4 separate regions of the Mus musculus genome follow, and regions 1, 2 and 4 are each linked to region 3. A link is a contact called in public Hi-C and promoter capture Hi-C data. All regions are on one chromosome and are shown on one strand. Each heading gives the region's core, a stretch centred on a gene start, on an enhancer-like site or on the middle of the called end of the contact. The rest is flanking DNA. Distances are from core to core; before and after follow the strand shown.

What was found. Promoter capture Hi-C pulls out the DNA fragments that hold promoters and counts their contacts. A called contact is a pair of places that touch in the nucleus more often than the background predicts.
Region 1: a promoter capture Hi-C map of liver shows a contact between it and region 3, with 5 times the contacts expected there. The contact joins the enhancer-like site here to the promoter of Gadd45g in region 3. A contact is called at or near these places in 5 of 39 promoter capture datasets (the 3T3-L1 cell line, embryonic stem cells, hippocampal neurons and 1 more), 1 of 15 datasets of contacts at CTCF or cohesin (the NIH/3T3 cell line), 1 of 115 datasets of contacts at active chromatin or transcription factors (forebrain) and 1 of 9 other capture datasets (embryonic stem cells).
Region 2: a promoter capture Hi-C map of the HPC-7 cell line shows a contact between it and region 3, with 4 times the contacts expected there. The contact joins the enhancer-like site here to the promoter of Gadd45g in region 3. A contact is called at or near these places in 6 of 39 promoter capture datasets (the HPC-7 cell line, embryonic stem cells, hippocampal neurons and 3 more), 1 of 115 datasets of contacts at active chromatin or transcription factors (pro-B cells) and 2 of 9 other capture datasets (adipose tissue and embryonic stem cells).
Region 4: a contact with region 3 is called in a Hi-C map of uterus, with 2.5 times the contacts expected there. The contact joins the enhancer-like site here to the promoter of Gadd45g in region 3. A contact is called at or near these places in 11 of 39 promoter capture datasets (the 3T3-L1 cell line, 3T3-L1-derived adipocytes, the C10 cell line and 6 more), 1 of 15 datasets of contacts at CTCF or cohesin (large pre-B cells), 29 of 484 Hi-C or Micro-C datasets (B cells, the Ba/F3 cell line, CD4 T cells and 19 more), 8 of 115 datasets of contacts at active chromatin or transcription factors (acute myeloid leukemia, cardiomyocytes, embryonic forebrain and 5 more) and 4 of 9 other capture datasets (adipose tissue, embryonic stem cells, liver and 1 more).

The regions. Positions count from the first base shown.
Region 1 is chr13:53,067,675-53,070,898 of GRCm38.p6, reverse strand. No RefSeq gene overlaps it. Among named protein-coding and RNA genes, the nearest start is that of Gm33519, 51 kb to the right of the region's middle. Within about 2 kb of position 1,703, at least 31 of the 459 cell types and tissues checked have an H3K27ac peak or open chromatin away from gene starts, as enhancers often do. A contact at or near this core is called in liver, where this site is marked.
Region 2 is chr13:52,848,066-52,851,635 of GRCm38.p6, reverse strand. All of the region lies in intron 6 of Auh (AU RNA binding protein/enoyl-coenzyme A hydratase), which reads left to right. Among named protein-coding and RNA genes, the nearest start is that of Gm33315, 21 kb to the right of the region's middle. Within about 2 kb of position 2,140, at least 61 of the 459 cell types and tissues checked have an H3K27ac peak or open chromatin away from gene starts, as enhancers often do. A contact at or near this core is called in the HPC-7 cell line and pre-B cells, where this site is marked.
Region 3 is chr13:51,844,471-51,847,959 of GRCm38.p6, reverse strand. It overlaps Gadd45g (growth arrest and DNA-damage-inducible 45 gamma), which reads right to left and starts at 1,285. Exons shown (of 4, transcript NM_011817.2): 1 at 1,128-1,285; 2 at 507-608; 3 at 191-404; 4 at 1-91. The coding sequence starts at 1,180.
Region 4 is chr13:52,992,826-52,995,889 of GRCm38.p6, reverse strand. The region is part of intron 1 of Gm33424 (a long non-coding RNA gene); the gene reads right to left. Among named protein-coding and RNA genes, the nearest start is that of Gm33424, 8.4 kb to the right of the region's middle. Within about 2 kb of position 1,254, at least 47 of the 459 cell types and tissues checked have an H3K27ac peak or open chromatin away from gene starts, as enhancers often do. A contact at or near this core is called in the Ba/F3 cell line, CD8 T cells, the HL-1 cell line and 4 more, where this site is marked.

The DNA.
Region 1 (3,224 bases), core at 454-2,953, 1.2 Mb before region 3:
AAACACGTATACATTCAAGTAAAACTAAGAACACTAACAAAATGGTGGAGTGGCCTTTTGAAGTCACAGTTAAAGTGCCAATTAAGAAGCAGTGGTTGGTGGGGCTGAGGCAGGGTCCCCCAGAAGGTGGGATATGCTTTGAATCAGGGTCCAGAAGGTACTATGTTCTCTGAATAAAGTGTATGGTATGATTTCTCCCATAGCCAGGATCCACGGATTCGGGAATCAAGAGATGTGGGTGGGAATGGTTCCACTCACTATCCCCCCTAGTGACCCAAAAGGGAAATTCTATCAAGCTAGATGCTTCAGGACGGTGGGGGACATGTTAAGAGTAGTGGATTCCATGAGCATGGGACCGTTGTCCATTTCTTGGCTGAAAGTGAGTCCTTTGGTCAAGAGCACTGCTGTGTGGAACACGCGATGGTGGATAAAACATTTTCTATGTACACGGATGGTGGTTTAGGAGGAAGCATTGTGCACGGAAAAGGCTAATCCATAAACAGGATACACCTTTTTCTAGCAACTACAAGCTTACCAGAGCCATCCACCTCATGCATAGATCATTTCCCAAGTGGCTCAGACCTTGCTCTGGGAGGTTGACATAAACACTTAGGGATGCTTGCACCTGTAGAAGACCTGCTTTTAGAAGCCTGGTGGGCGGCTGACACTGAAGATGGTTCTGAACCCTCTACAGACTAACCCCACTGTACACATCCACTGTACACACCGTGAGGAAGTGCCGGGAAATACCAGACAGGGCTGACAGGGCTGGGGATGGATGCAGTGCTGTGTGAACAGGCAATGTCTGGTTGGATGGAGGGTGCGTTCAGCCTCCGTGTCGTAGTTGACTGGGAAAAAGACTCCTAAAGAACCCGTGCCCAAGAGTCACTAAGTACAGAGCAGCGATGTGCTAGCTGTCACCAAGAGTCACTATGTGCAGAGCAGCGATGTTCTAGCTGTTCCTAGAAGATTTTGCATAGAATCTGGTCTTTCCTAGGATGCACTGTAATGTGGGGTGCCTTTGGGAGCTGTTTATGTAATTTTTTCAGTGCTGGGGCTCACCCCCAGGGCCTTGGGCACGCTAGGTAAGCTCTCTACTACTGAGCTACACCCTGAGCCCCAAGAGCTGACTTCAGATGTGTTCATCTGTTTCTTGTATGAAATTGTTCTTTGTTAGCAGGGAAACCCTTTTGTTGAGCTTTAATAACAGAATTCACATCTTTCATCACTCTTCAGCCTCGCTTCCAGAGAGTTCTGAGGGCCATGATGCCAAGGGAGAGTGATGAGCCAAGACAGGTTCCTGCAGAGTGCGGAGCCGGGCTGGGCGTGTACAAAGTGGAGAACTCGGTCTGTCGTGCGGAGCTGGCCTTGTGGAGATGCAGGGGGCAGGCTGCCGACAGTCTGTGGGAGGGTCTACTCGGTCTCTCTGACAGAAGCTACCCACATCAAAGCTCTCTGTGGAGCTCTGTGCTGGCTCGAGTCTCCGCTCCACATTCTGCAGAGACTTGCTCAAACAGCGCCTGTCCAGCACAGGCACCATTAAAAGCCTACGTGCAGAAGACACGCAGGGAGCCTGTCCGAATTGGCTCTGGGAAACAGCCAGGTGTGTTTCATTCCAAAGAAATATCGGGAGTGGGAAGGACGTCATCTAGAAGAAAGCCACTGGACCGCCTGTCAGTGTTGGCTAGCAACACTGCTCTGTTTGTTCTGGGAGTTGCTTCAGAGAAACGCGGAGGATGAGACAAGATGACACAGTATCTCCCGAAGCAGCACCTCGCATGCAGCTCCAAACCCAGGAGGGTAACCTTGACTATAAGAAGCCCCTGTTGAGATCGCTCGCTGTGATTCTGCCCATCAGAGACAAGTCCTTCACAATGAAACCACATCTGTCTCTTGATGAAGCGTGGCAGCTAGCAGTTCCTCAGCCTTCCTGTGTCCCAGGAATGGGCTAAGGTACTCTGCAGGTATGAACCCTTGACATCTGCTATATGAGGTGCAGGTTGGAGCACTGGCCTTACTTTACAGATGGGACAGTATCCTGTGCCGATAGGCCGAGAAATGGGTGGAGTGGGGCTCTGTTTCGAGGACTGCTCCCAGTCCTGAGGCTTCTGGCACTTTCCAGGCTACAATACAGAACTGACCTCTGACCCCTGAAGCTCTTCTTAACACCACAGCAAGAGTTGGGCCCTCAGTGTGGAGGCTGCAGGGAACAGTTAATCCCATCACCCTGGGAGCCCTGACTCCGCTGCTGACATGGCGGCTGTGCGACCTTTGCTCGCTGGCCTCCAACAACAAAAGACATTAAAGTAGCATTACTCCCCATGGGCTGCTCTCAGGAATAATTATGGCAATGCATGTCACAGGGAGTGAACACAAATGGAGCTGCTGTCCAGTTCTGGGTCTCTCGAAAGTGACCCTGTCCTAAAGGCAATTTCATCTCAGGCATAAAACGATACTCGAAGCCCCGATCCTTTACCATTCACTAATTTTAAGACATAAAGACCGGAAGACTCTCACATTGCCACTATAATTGTGTCAACACCCTGCACGGTGGCACTGCGAGAGACAGTGGGAACTTAGTTCTGGCTTCCTTAGTTTGAACTTTGCTCTAAAGAACTCACATGTTTTGATTTAGTTTTTTTTTTTTTTTTTTTTTTTTTGGCAGGCCATGCAGGCCTGCTTAGAACAAGGTGACAATAAGGTCAGAGTGGAAGCAGCTCACAACGCCTCCCTCTTCCAGGCAGCTGCCCTTGGGCCGTCATCCAAGTTGGCAGCAAGAAACTTAACCCGGCCAAGTAAGAAAGTCAGGTGTGTGAGCACGCTCGACAAAGCCCGGCCGTCATGGCCCAGTCTTCAGCAAATGTTCCGAAGACTCATGGCCTCCTGACCCAATCTATGTGGTGAACTCGGCAGAGCCGAGCCCAGAGGCAAGGCCACCACCCTCTCCTGCCTCCAGCCAAATTCAGAGGTAGCTGCCATCCTTGAGTTATTTTGTCTAATTTCATTTTGAGCGTGCCTGCGGGAGGGTGTGTGGCATGTGGATGGCCTGCGTATGTGAGTTCAAGAGCACACATATCTCAGCACGTATATGGGACTCAAGAGGGCCATTTTTAGGAGGTTTTGAGGTGGGATCTCTCTTGTTTCTTTGTTGCTCTCTACACTGAGCTAGCTGGCCCACAAGCTTCTAGATAACATTCCTTTCTCTACCTTCTTCAACCTTTGTC
Region 2 (3,570 bases), core at 891-3,390, 1.0 Mb before region 3:
ACCTGCTGTTCCTATCCCGTAGGCAAGCCAGCTTTGTCACCACGAGGGCCACGAGCAGAAGGGTCACCACACTGATAAGGATGTGCTTGTGTGAACCCCATCCAGGCACGAGGCCCCTGCCAGCTGTTTCAGTGACCACTTGCTGACCTGCACCAGGCTCCTCTTCCTAGCCCTGTCTGCTGTTCACAGCGTGGCTCAACTCTTGTGCTCACGTTTCTAATTACTATAGGCGTTTTAGAATGTAAACCTTTTATAGTAAGGCTTGGGTCAGAGACAGCCCGTTGGGAAAAAGCCCTTGTCTGCTCATTGTCCCCATGCAAAGAGTAAACTTCAGCCTCTGTGTCTCCAGGGTCAGAAATAACAAGTGTGGATCAAAGATCCAAGTGTAGAAACCCGAAGTGAAAAACTCACAACAAGGGTCAGGGGAACGCAAGCTTTCTGCTCCCGAGGCAACAAGTAAGATTTCGGAATTATCAGGCGCCAGAAGCGTCATGCATTTGAGAAGAACATAGAGATGTGTGGCCTTCTGCGTCCCAGAGTTGGGGCCACAAACATCAGAGACTACGTTCTGAGCTCCTGTGGATTGTCTGTCTCCTTGTCATTCTTCCACGTACCTTACAGTACGGCACCTCCTGCATAGTGTCGCATTTGTCTAATCACCCCCAACAGCTTGTGCACGTGCAGGAGAATTGGCATCCATCCGATATACTGTATTGTTTACATGAGGGACATTAGAATTTACCTGCAGCTAAACCAGGGGTCCTGGAACCGTTCCCCTGACCCGCAGGGCAGCAGCCAGATCCATCTAAGTGGAAAAACCTCTGCTGTCAGAAGATACTGTTAGGGTGGAGTTGGGTCAAGGGTGGGGTGGATGTGTACACTACAGGGGCCTGACTGATGGCGGACCTTGTGCCTGCAATATGCAAAGGACCCTTGAAACTCACTAGGAGGGAAATACAACTGGTTGAAGAAAGAGCCAGGAGATTGGAGCACATCTCCCTAAGTGGAGGGCGGCAGATAAGGGCATGAGGAGGTACTGAGTCTCTGCAGTCACGGGCGTATAGACTCGCATGCAGATGCCATGGTCAGAGCGATGGCTGGGCAGACTTAGGTGCTGCCATCTGCAGTCAGGGCTGGGCACTGCTGTTGGCGTGGGGCATCTGGAACTTTGATGCACTGCCTGTGAAATGGTAGACACAATTTAGGGAACACTTCAGAGTTTTGTCCCTCCACCTGAGCAGTGTGGCAGAATCTGGTCTGTGACAGTGGTCTGTGTGAGTCTCCCGCACAATTATTTTCACAGCTGCAGGAACATCACCCTTGCTTTCTCCTCCATTGCAGCATCCGTGTACCCCACCCTGTGTAGGTACACATGGACTTTGTTTTCCTTTCTTTGCAGTTCAAATAATGTCACGGGAGAAAGCTTTGCGTACTGTGTCACAGTGTGTCACATAGCACGTCCCCAAGACTGGACTAGCCTGAACTCTGAAGGGTAGGAGTTCCAAGGGGTTGTGGAGATCCTGCTAGCCTCCTTCCCCGACCTTAGGTAGATGCTGGTCTGCCACATGACTAGGCCGTTCGGCGTCTATGTACCTCTCACCTCTCTTCCCTAGCCAGATTGGCATTTTAACGTCTGTTTGAGGCTTTGCCCTCTTTCCATTTTAACCTGCTAGTTTCTGTTTCAGGATTTCTGACTGTGAGGAATCGGTTCCTTGTCTGAATGTTTCCATTGGCAATGCTTTTCTCTTGTTTGCTGGTTTCCCCCTTTGTCTTCTTAAGCTTTACACAGTTTGGTTTTGATAGCGCACAAGCATGCGTTACTGGTTCCAGTTATTATGAGCAAGTGCCATTGTCTGGGCCCACTCACGTGTCTGGTCAGCCAGACTGTGTAGGACAGCTGGGTGGGGAGGCCCGGTTCCTGTGCCCGGCATCCTCCCGCAGGCTGGTGCTGACACAGGGCCAGAAAGAAGAACACCTGCGGGTAGAGCCCAACCCTGGCTGGGTCTGCACACGAGTGCTTTCACACATGGCGGGAGCATCATTGCTGTGGCTGTAAGCAGGAGCAAGAGCAGCCTGGTCAGGGAGGGTAGTGACAGTCTCCACAGCCTGAGGTGGGTGCAGTGTGGAGGGAGGAGCTGCCAGGATCCAGGCTTTGCCCCTCTCAGCTCATGCACACCTCTCACGTGACCACTGAGCACGTGACTGGGCCTGTGATCTGTGTCACCATAATCACCCACAGGAGATTAGTGACTGAGGAGCGGGTTCCTGTTTTCAGGTGGCATGTATTCACTCTACGTGATTAGGGTTCTGTTGATATTCTGTGTATGTGCCTGTGTGTGTGTGTGTGTTGTGTGTGTGGTATAAGTGTGTGTATGTTGTGTGTGTATTATGTGTGGTATATGTGTATATGTGGTGTGTGTGCAGTGTATGTGTATGTGTGGTGTGTGTGGGTATATGTGTGGGGTGTATGTGTGGTGTGTGGTATATGTATATGTGGTGTATATGTGTGTGGTATAAGTATGTGTATATGTGCGTATGTATGTATGTGGTATATAAGTATGTATGTGTGGTATATATGTGTATGAGTGTGTATGTGTGTGCATGTGTGTGGTATGTGTCTGGTGTGTATGTGGTGTATTTCAGTGTGTGGTATATGTGTATGTGTGTGTATATATTGTATATGTGTATGCATGGTATGTGTGTGTATGAGTGTGTGTGTGTGTGGTGTGGTATATGTGTATGTGTGGGATGTGTGTGTATGGTGTACTTTGGTTGTTTCCCTCTTTTGTCCCCCTTTCTTTCCTGGTAGTCCACTTCCTCTTGTAGGGTAGTCCCTTCTGCATGTCCCCCCTTCCACATGAGAGGAGCACGTGAGCAGGCCAGCATGCAGTGTTTGTCTTTCTGAGTCGAGCTTATTTCCCTTAGGGTGACATCTCTAGCTCCATCCACCTTGTGGCAGATGCCATGATTTCGCTCCTCTTTATGGCCAAATAGCACCCCAGTGTATGCCTATCACAGGCCCTCTTTATCTGTTTCTCTGCTGATGGCACCAGTGCTGAGGCCATGGCGTGGCTGTTGTGACTGTTGCTACAGGAAGCACATCTGTGAAGGCATCTCTCTCATCTGCTCCTGTATTCCTGTGGGCGCCATAATGAGTGGAGTGCCTGGGTCACAGGGGAGATGCACAGTCCCCTTGGTGTGCTCCTGGGTAAGCACAGCCCCCAACCCCCAGCGGTGTAGAACTCAGAGGATGGGCTGGCACTGTGGCAGGGATGGTACTGCCCTGTCTTCCGGCCTGCCACCCATACACTCAGCAGCCTAGCTAAGGGGCTGGTCGTGAGATGTGGGCAGAATGGAAACGCGCCAGCCTTAGGCTAACCTCCAGGTGTGCTCCAAAGGAGTTCAAAATATCAAAGCGCAAAAGCATGAGCCCAAACTGCAGCCTTGCCAACCCATGAACTACCTCTGAGTTTCCCACGATGCTGCGCTCATCTGGGGAGCCGAGCTTCGGAAAGGGAACTGTGGATGGGGAGGGTGGGGGCTTCCCTTTTGGCGGTGCGGCCTGGGGTA
Region 3 (3,489 bases), core at 36-2,535:
TGGGCACCCAGTCGTTGAAGCTGCGGCTCTCCTCGCAGAACAAACTGAGCTTCTCCAAGGCAGGGTCCTTCCATGTGTCCTCATTAGGATTCTGAATTTAAAAAAAAAAAAAATACATGGGTCAGCCATGCTTGTCGTTGGCCAGGATGGTTTGGGGGACTGGCGTAGGGAAACAGTGGGGGACACTCACCGAAATGAGGATGCAATGCAGGTCTCCCGGCGCGCCCCCCTCTTCGTCGGCGCCCACGATCGCCGCCAGCCTCTGCACGTCTCCCACGCGCACGATATCAATGTCGTTCTCACAGCAGAACGCCTGAATCAACGTGAAATGGATCTGCAGCGCTATGTCGCCCTCATCTTCTTCATCGGCAGCCAGCACGCAAAAGGTCACATTGTCAGGGTCCCTGCAGAGCAGATGGGAAGGACAAGGTCAGAGTCGATGCCACCCCCAGGTCTCCGCGCCGCGCCAACCCCAATCCCTGCACGCGGGGCCTTTCTACACTCACACATTCAGGACTTTGGCGGACTCGTAGACGCCAGCGGTCAGACAGCCCTGGCGCTGCGCCGACAGCAGAAGTTCGTGCAGTGCTTTCCCGGCGCCCTGCATCCTGTGAAAGAACAAGCGCCGTGAGTGGGGACCAGCACGGGGACGCGACGGAGAGATCCCTGCCCTGACCTCCAAGTCCCAGCTGGCCCCTTAGCCTAGACCTGCCTGGCGCCAGCATTCCTGCCTCCCAACTCCAACCTGGCGCCCACACACCAGGATCCCCAGTCCCGACCTGGCGCCCACACACCCGGATCCCCAGTCCCGACCTGACGCCCACACCTCTGGCACCCTAGTCATGATCTGGCGCCCTCATTCCCCATCACCCAGTCTCGACCTGGCGCCTGCACTCCCAGTTCCCTACTTCTGATCTGGCGCCCGTATATCAGGCTCCCCAACTACGATCAGGTGCTGGCACCCCAAACTCTAGCTCTAGACACGAATCGAATGCAGTAATTCTGGTCCCGCGCCTCGGCACCTCACAGCCAGACAGTGCACGGCTCCCACCCTGCAAACTTCTATCCTAGAGGACCCTGTAAGACCACTACCAGACAAGGCCAACTCTCGGCACCCCAAAACCCACCTGGCTGTGCTTTCCGGAACTGTATCCTGGCCACGGACTTCTTCCAGAGTCATTGTGCGATCCACGAACAGCAAGTTATCCAAAAGAGTGCGGAGGGAACCCGAGCGCAGGTAAAGATTCCCAGAGTCCGATGCGCGCCCACCACCAGCGAGTGCGCCAGGCTGGGCCGGGAGAGCCCTTTTATAGACAGGCTCGGCGCGCCGCCGCCAGCTGGCGGGAGGCTGCACTCCCATTGGCCAGCGCCCGCTTTCTGATGCAAATGAGGCGGCAGGCCTGCGGCTCGTGCCAGAAGGCCACGTGGGGAGGGGTGCGGGGGATGACACAGCCTCAAATCTGCCGCTTTTGTCAGGGTGTTACCAGGCAGACTGGAGCCTGCAGATTTCATCTCGCCTTTCTTTTTTTGTAAGTCCTTAAAAGGAAAAAGTTTAAAAAAAAAGTACGTTGTTTGCTGATACGATACTGGAATTTGTAGAATGCACACTTGGAGAATGTAAAAGCCCCCTCTTTTTTTTTTTTTTTTTGCTCTTTTTTTTTTTTTTTTTTTTGCGACCTTTCTAATTTTTCCTCAATTTTCAGTTTGAAGTTTATAGGGTTGTTACATCGAAACCGAAACTTAAAGTCAAAGGTTTGCAACTGCAGCTGACATTAGGCCTAGGCTGCCACTAGGGACTCAGGACTCTGCGCCTTTCGGGGTCGCGGCTGCAAGGTCTAAGCCCTCCCATCCCCCACCCCTACCCCTAGCAGATCGCTGTGGGACGCGGGCAGCAGGGACCAGCAGATTGCTGCCGGCACACGCGGCTCGTTTGCATTTCTATACGGGGCACACAAAAGAGGAGGTCTGGCGTGTGGCAGTTCGCGGTGGGGACAATCGACGCTTTCTCTTTCATAGCAACACTGTCCACCTGCCGCCGGTGGGGTGGGCCGAGCCCCGTCGGGAGCCGGGGTCGCGGGGTTGCCCGGCGCGTGGGGGTCGGAGCAGCGTGCCGCTCCCCCGCCACTGGGTGCGCACCTCTTAGGCTTATTCTGACTGCTGGGATTCTGATGCACGCGTGCTAAGCTCGAGAGTGAGCTGTACACCAAGGCTACTGTGCCCCAAACCCCAGAGGTTCCGGGGTTCAGACTCCGGGAACTCGGCTGTTCCACATTGTTTTTCCCAGGGCGCCGCCTACCGGCCGACCTAGAAAAATCCAGATCCTCTCATCCACCCACCAAATATTGCCTCGCGTTGACCTCTCAGGGGGGTTTGAGCTGGGACACCCCAAGCACCGAGAACCCTGTGCTATTATGCGCATCATTTAGAATCAGGGTAACGCCTGCACCGGGCGCCCGGGCCTGGAGACCGAAAGGAGCCTGCCACCCAGGACCAAGAATCCGTTTGTCTTATGAGAATTTGAAATATTTCAACTACTTAAAAATGTTTCTTCAAGAGGTTCTTTTCTGATAACGTAATAAAATTAGAAGTGATCTTGAGAGCTTTCTGAACTTATCGTTTGTCCCGTGGGACCTGCACATCAGGCTTCCAGACTGCTCGCCCGCAGAACACGACACTGTGGGCGTCTGCGTCTCTCTGTGCTAACACAGAAAAGTGTGCTAGGGGACTTCTGGAGATTCTTGAGTGAAGCCTGGGAGACTGGATAGGGCAAAGGGCGTTCATGAAGCTTGCCAGACTGAGGCAAAACTCACACACACCCACACACCCACCCACACACACACACACACACAGACACACACACACACAGACACAGAGAGAGAGAGAGAGAGAGAGAGAGAGAGAGAGAGAAGAGAGAGAGAGAGAGAGAGAGAGAGAGAGAGAGAGAGAGAGAGTGGATTTTCTCCTTTCTACTGGAGCGTTCTCCAGGTGGGTGGTGAATATAGATCATTCAGTGTTAATTTTTGAACTCCTTAAAGGACGTTTTTGCTGCAAGGGGAAGCTGCTTGTTTGCCAACGCCAAAGGCTAGGCGAGGGGCCGGCGTTTTGCGCCTCCCAGAGGCTGCATTGAGAACTGCAGGTGTCGGCCCTGTGGTTCCTCTGCAAGGTCTCTCAGATTCTTAACACCCCTTCCTACTAAAATACGTTTTAAGTGATGGAAACAGGGTTTCTCATCCTGGCTGTCCTGGAACTCACTCTGTAGACCAGGCTGGCCTCGAACTCAAAAATTCACCTGCCTCTGCCTCTGCCTCTGCCTCTGCCTCTGCCTCTGCCTCTGCCTCTGCCTCTGCCTCTGCCTCTGCCTCTGCCTCTGCCTCTGCCTCTGCCTCTGCCTCTGCCTCTGCCTCCCAAGTGCTGGGATAAAAGTCGTGTGCCACCACTGCCCGGCCAGTTTTATTACTTCTTAATTCCCATTGGTTTCAGATCCCAAGG
Region 4 (3,064 bases), core at 5-2,504, 1.1 Mb before region 3:
TACATAGTTTTGTATAGTTCTTATTGTATGTATGTATGTATGTATGTATAGATAATTCTCTTTTGCCTTTACAAATAGCCACACAGCTTTAGTGCCTGTTTACACTATACATTTCTCTTCAGCACCATTCAGATCTACTGATAATCCTTTAAGTGGAGCCAGCATCTATCTAGCTAAGAGACCACTGGTGGCAAAGGGGTGGCTTTCCATCTCTCCTCTCACAGATAACACTGCAGAAGCAGCCTTGTGTGCGTTTTTGCTCACTCGGATGATTATTTTCCGAGGCAGATTCCGAGCCACAGTTGCTAGCTCTGCCAATGTGTTCTCAGAAGTTAGTTAAGGGGTAGACTCAGTTTCACACCTGATGCTACTGCCCCAGTCACCAGAAGAATATCTATTCATTCCCCAGCATACTGCCTTGCTTGTTTACATAAAAACCACCTCAGAGCAGGAGACAGGGCTCAGTGGCTAGGAGGGCTGAGTTCAGTTCTAAGCATGCATATCAAGTAGCTCACAACTGCCTGTAACTCCAGCTCCAGGGGATCCAGCTCCCTCTTCTGGCATCTATGGGCATGCACACATATGTGGCAGGAACACACACACATAAATACATACATACATACATATGTAAATATTAAAAATAAAATTATTTTTCAAACACCTTGTTTTACTTCCATGTTTCCATTATTAATGAAGTTGCTCTGTTTCCATATATCCTTCAAAGTTCTTTGAACTTGACCTTTTCCAAACTTAATTAATTTGTATCATTTACTGAATTTGATGCCGGATACCTTCTTACTCTTGTGGGTCTACCAATATATTGCACTTAACAAATATGTTAACATATTTTCCACCATGAGAATGTTAACCTTTTGTCTAGAAGTAAAGTTGTAATCTCCCTCAAGTGTTCATTTTAACAATTAAGAATTATGGTAATTTTTATTTGTGTGTGTGTGTGTGTGTGTGTACCTGTGAAGGCCAGAAGAGGGTGTCAGATGCCCAGACTGAAGTTACAGACAATTGTGAGTGGTTCAATTGAAACTAGGTCCTGCACAAGAGCAGCAAGCTTTCTTAACTGCTGAGCCATCCCTCCTGCTGCAGCTTTTAACAACTCAATCGGACAAAAGCCAGTTGACTTTACTTGCTCAAGTTTGTTTATCTTTCTCGTAGAGCTCCAGTTTCACTATCACACCCTGGCCTAGAGTTCACATCTGGCTTCCCTTGGTTTGGTTTAGAAACTTCATGTGTAATTTGGTCTCTTCAATCTTTAACTTGTGGGAGTATTTTTCTGTTTGGAATGAGGTAAGAGTCTAGCCAATGGTCCAGACAGGATGAGTTTGTCTCTGTGTTGATAGATACCCTGCCGCAGATCTCTCAGTGATCTGAGAAAACTGACATGCTAAGGACTCTTCCAGGCTCTCCTGAGCCTGAGGCCCTGTGATCTGACAGCAGTCACAGCTAGGATGCATTTGTGAAAGGCTTAGGAGGCAGGAGTGAGTCATCTCCCTCTGCCCTGTGGCTCCTGCACAGTACGGCTTGTGAGGGAACTCAAAACACGTGGCTTGGGGGGTCCATAAGGAGCAGTGTGAGGGGCAACATTGTTGTGTGAGTCACAATCCCGGTGCCCAGCTCTGAGCTCCATGGTCCAGATTCCTGAACCAGCGAGTTTCTGACTACGCTTCCCGTTTACCGCAAACATTAGTGGCAACTGTGGAGCCATCAGAAGAGTGGCCAATGGTTGCCTAGCACAGTCACAGGTGTTCACAATGACCAAGCCCAACAAAGATCACCTTCAAACACGATGCCCACATTAACATCTGCTTCCCACATAAGGCCCCAGCTGATGTGCCCTTTGATTTTAATGATTATTTTTTAAATATTTCATTTTTAAAATGGATATGCATGTGTGTGTGTGTCCACATGTGTTTATGTGTGCCATGCACATGCAGTAGCCAGCAGAGACCAGAAGAGGGCATCAGATTGCCCAGAACTGGAGTTACAGGGTGTTGTGAGCTGCCTCACCGGTGCTGGCAACCAAACTCAGGTCCTTTTCAAGAGCAGTGAACTCTCCTAACCACTGGGCCATCCTTACAGCCCCTGATTTCAATAATGATATTTATTATCGTATATGTTATTTTATGCATTAACCTATTCAACCTATTTCTAGAATACCTATTCTGTTTTGTTAATCTTCACTTCCTTTCCAACTCCGTGTGTGTGTGTGTGTGTGTGTGTGTGTGTGTGTGTGTGTTTGTATTTTGAGGTCCTGAATTCCAGGACTCATGCTTAGAATATACCTGCCACTGAGCCTCACTGCCAGTTCCTTCTACAACATAGTGCTGTTTTAGTTAAATGTTTGTAAGCTGGTGGAAAGGCTCAGTGACACTTCAGTATAGTCGTTATCTCTAGAACAGTGGTCCTTTTTACCCACAATCTGCTCAATCTCTTCATTTATGATCCTATTTTCATGTCACTATTCAATGCTTAATCACTTCTTTAAAAAGTGTTATATTACTATTGTGTGTATGTGTGTGCATGACGTGGGTGCAGGCACATGTGCCACAACCCACGTGTGGAGGTCAGGGGGCAACTTTGTCCAGTTGGTTCTTCCATCTTTATGTGGGTTCCTGGGCTCAGACTCGTGTTTGAGCAAAATCAAGTGGCTTATGTCACTAGCACCATCCCCTGCGTCCCCATCTCTGTCCCTCCTTCCTTTGCATAAATTAGTTTGACTTTTCCATTTGATGTGGCACTCACCATAATAGTTTTCATCTTTACAAATAACATATCTCCCTGACTATATTTAAAACGTTCAAAGATATCTGAACCTATAATAAAAGCTACCATTCATTAAACACTGCTTGGGCATGGGTTGAGGTGGCAATGGCCCAAAGGTTAAAAATACTTGCTGCTCTTGTACAGGGTCTGTGTTCAGTTCCTGACATCCGTACCAGGTGGCTCCCAGACACCCATAACTCCAGGTCCAGCGGTGCAATGCCCCTGAAGGCATCAGAATACATGCTACGTGCTCTTAGATACAATGAGAATGCGTAAATAAAATTTA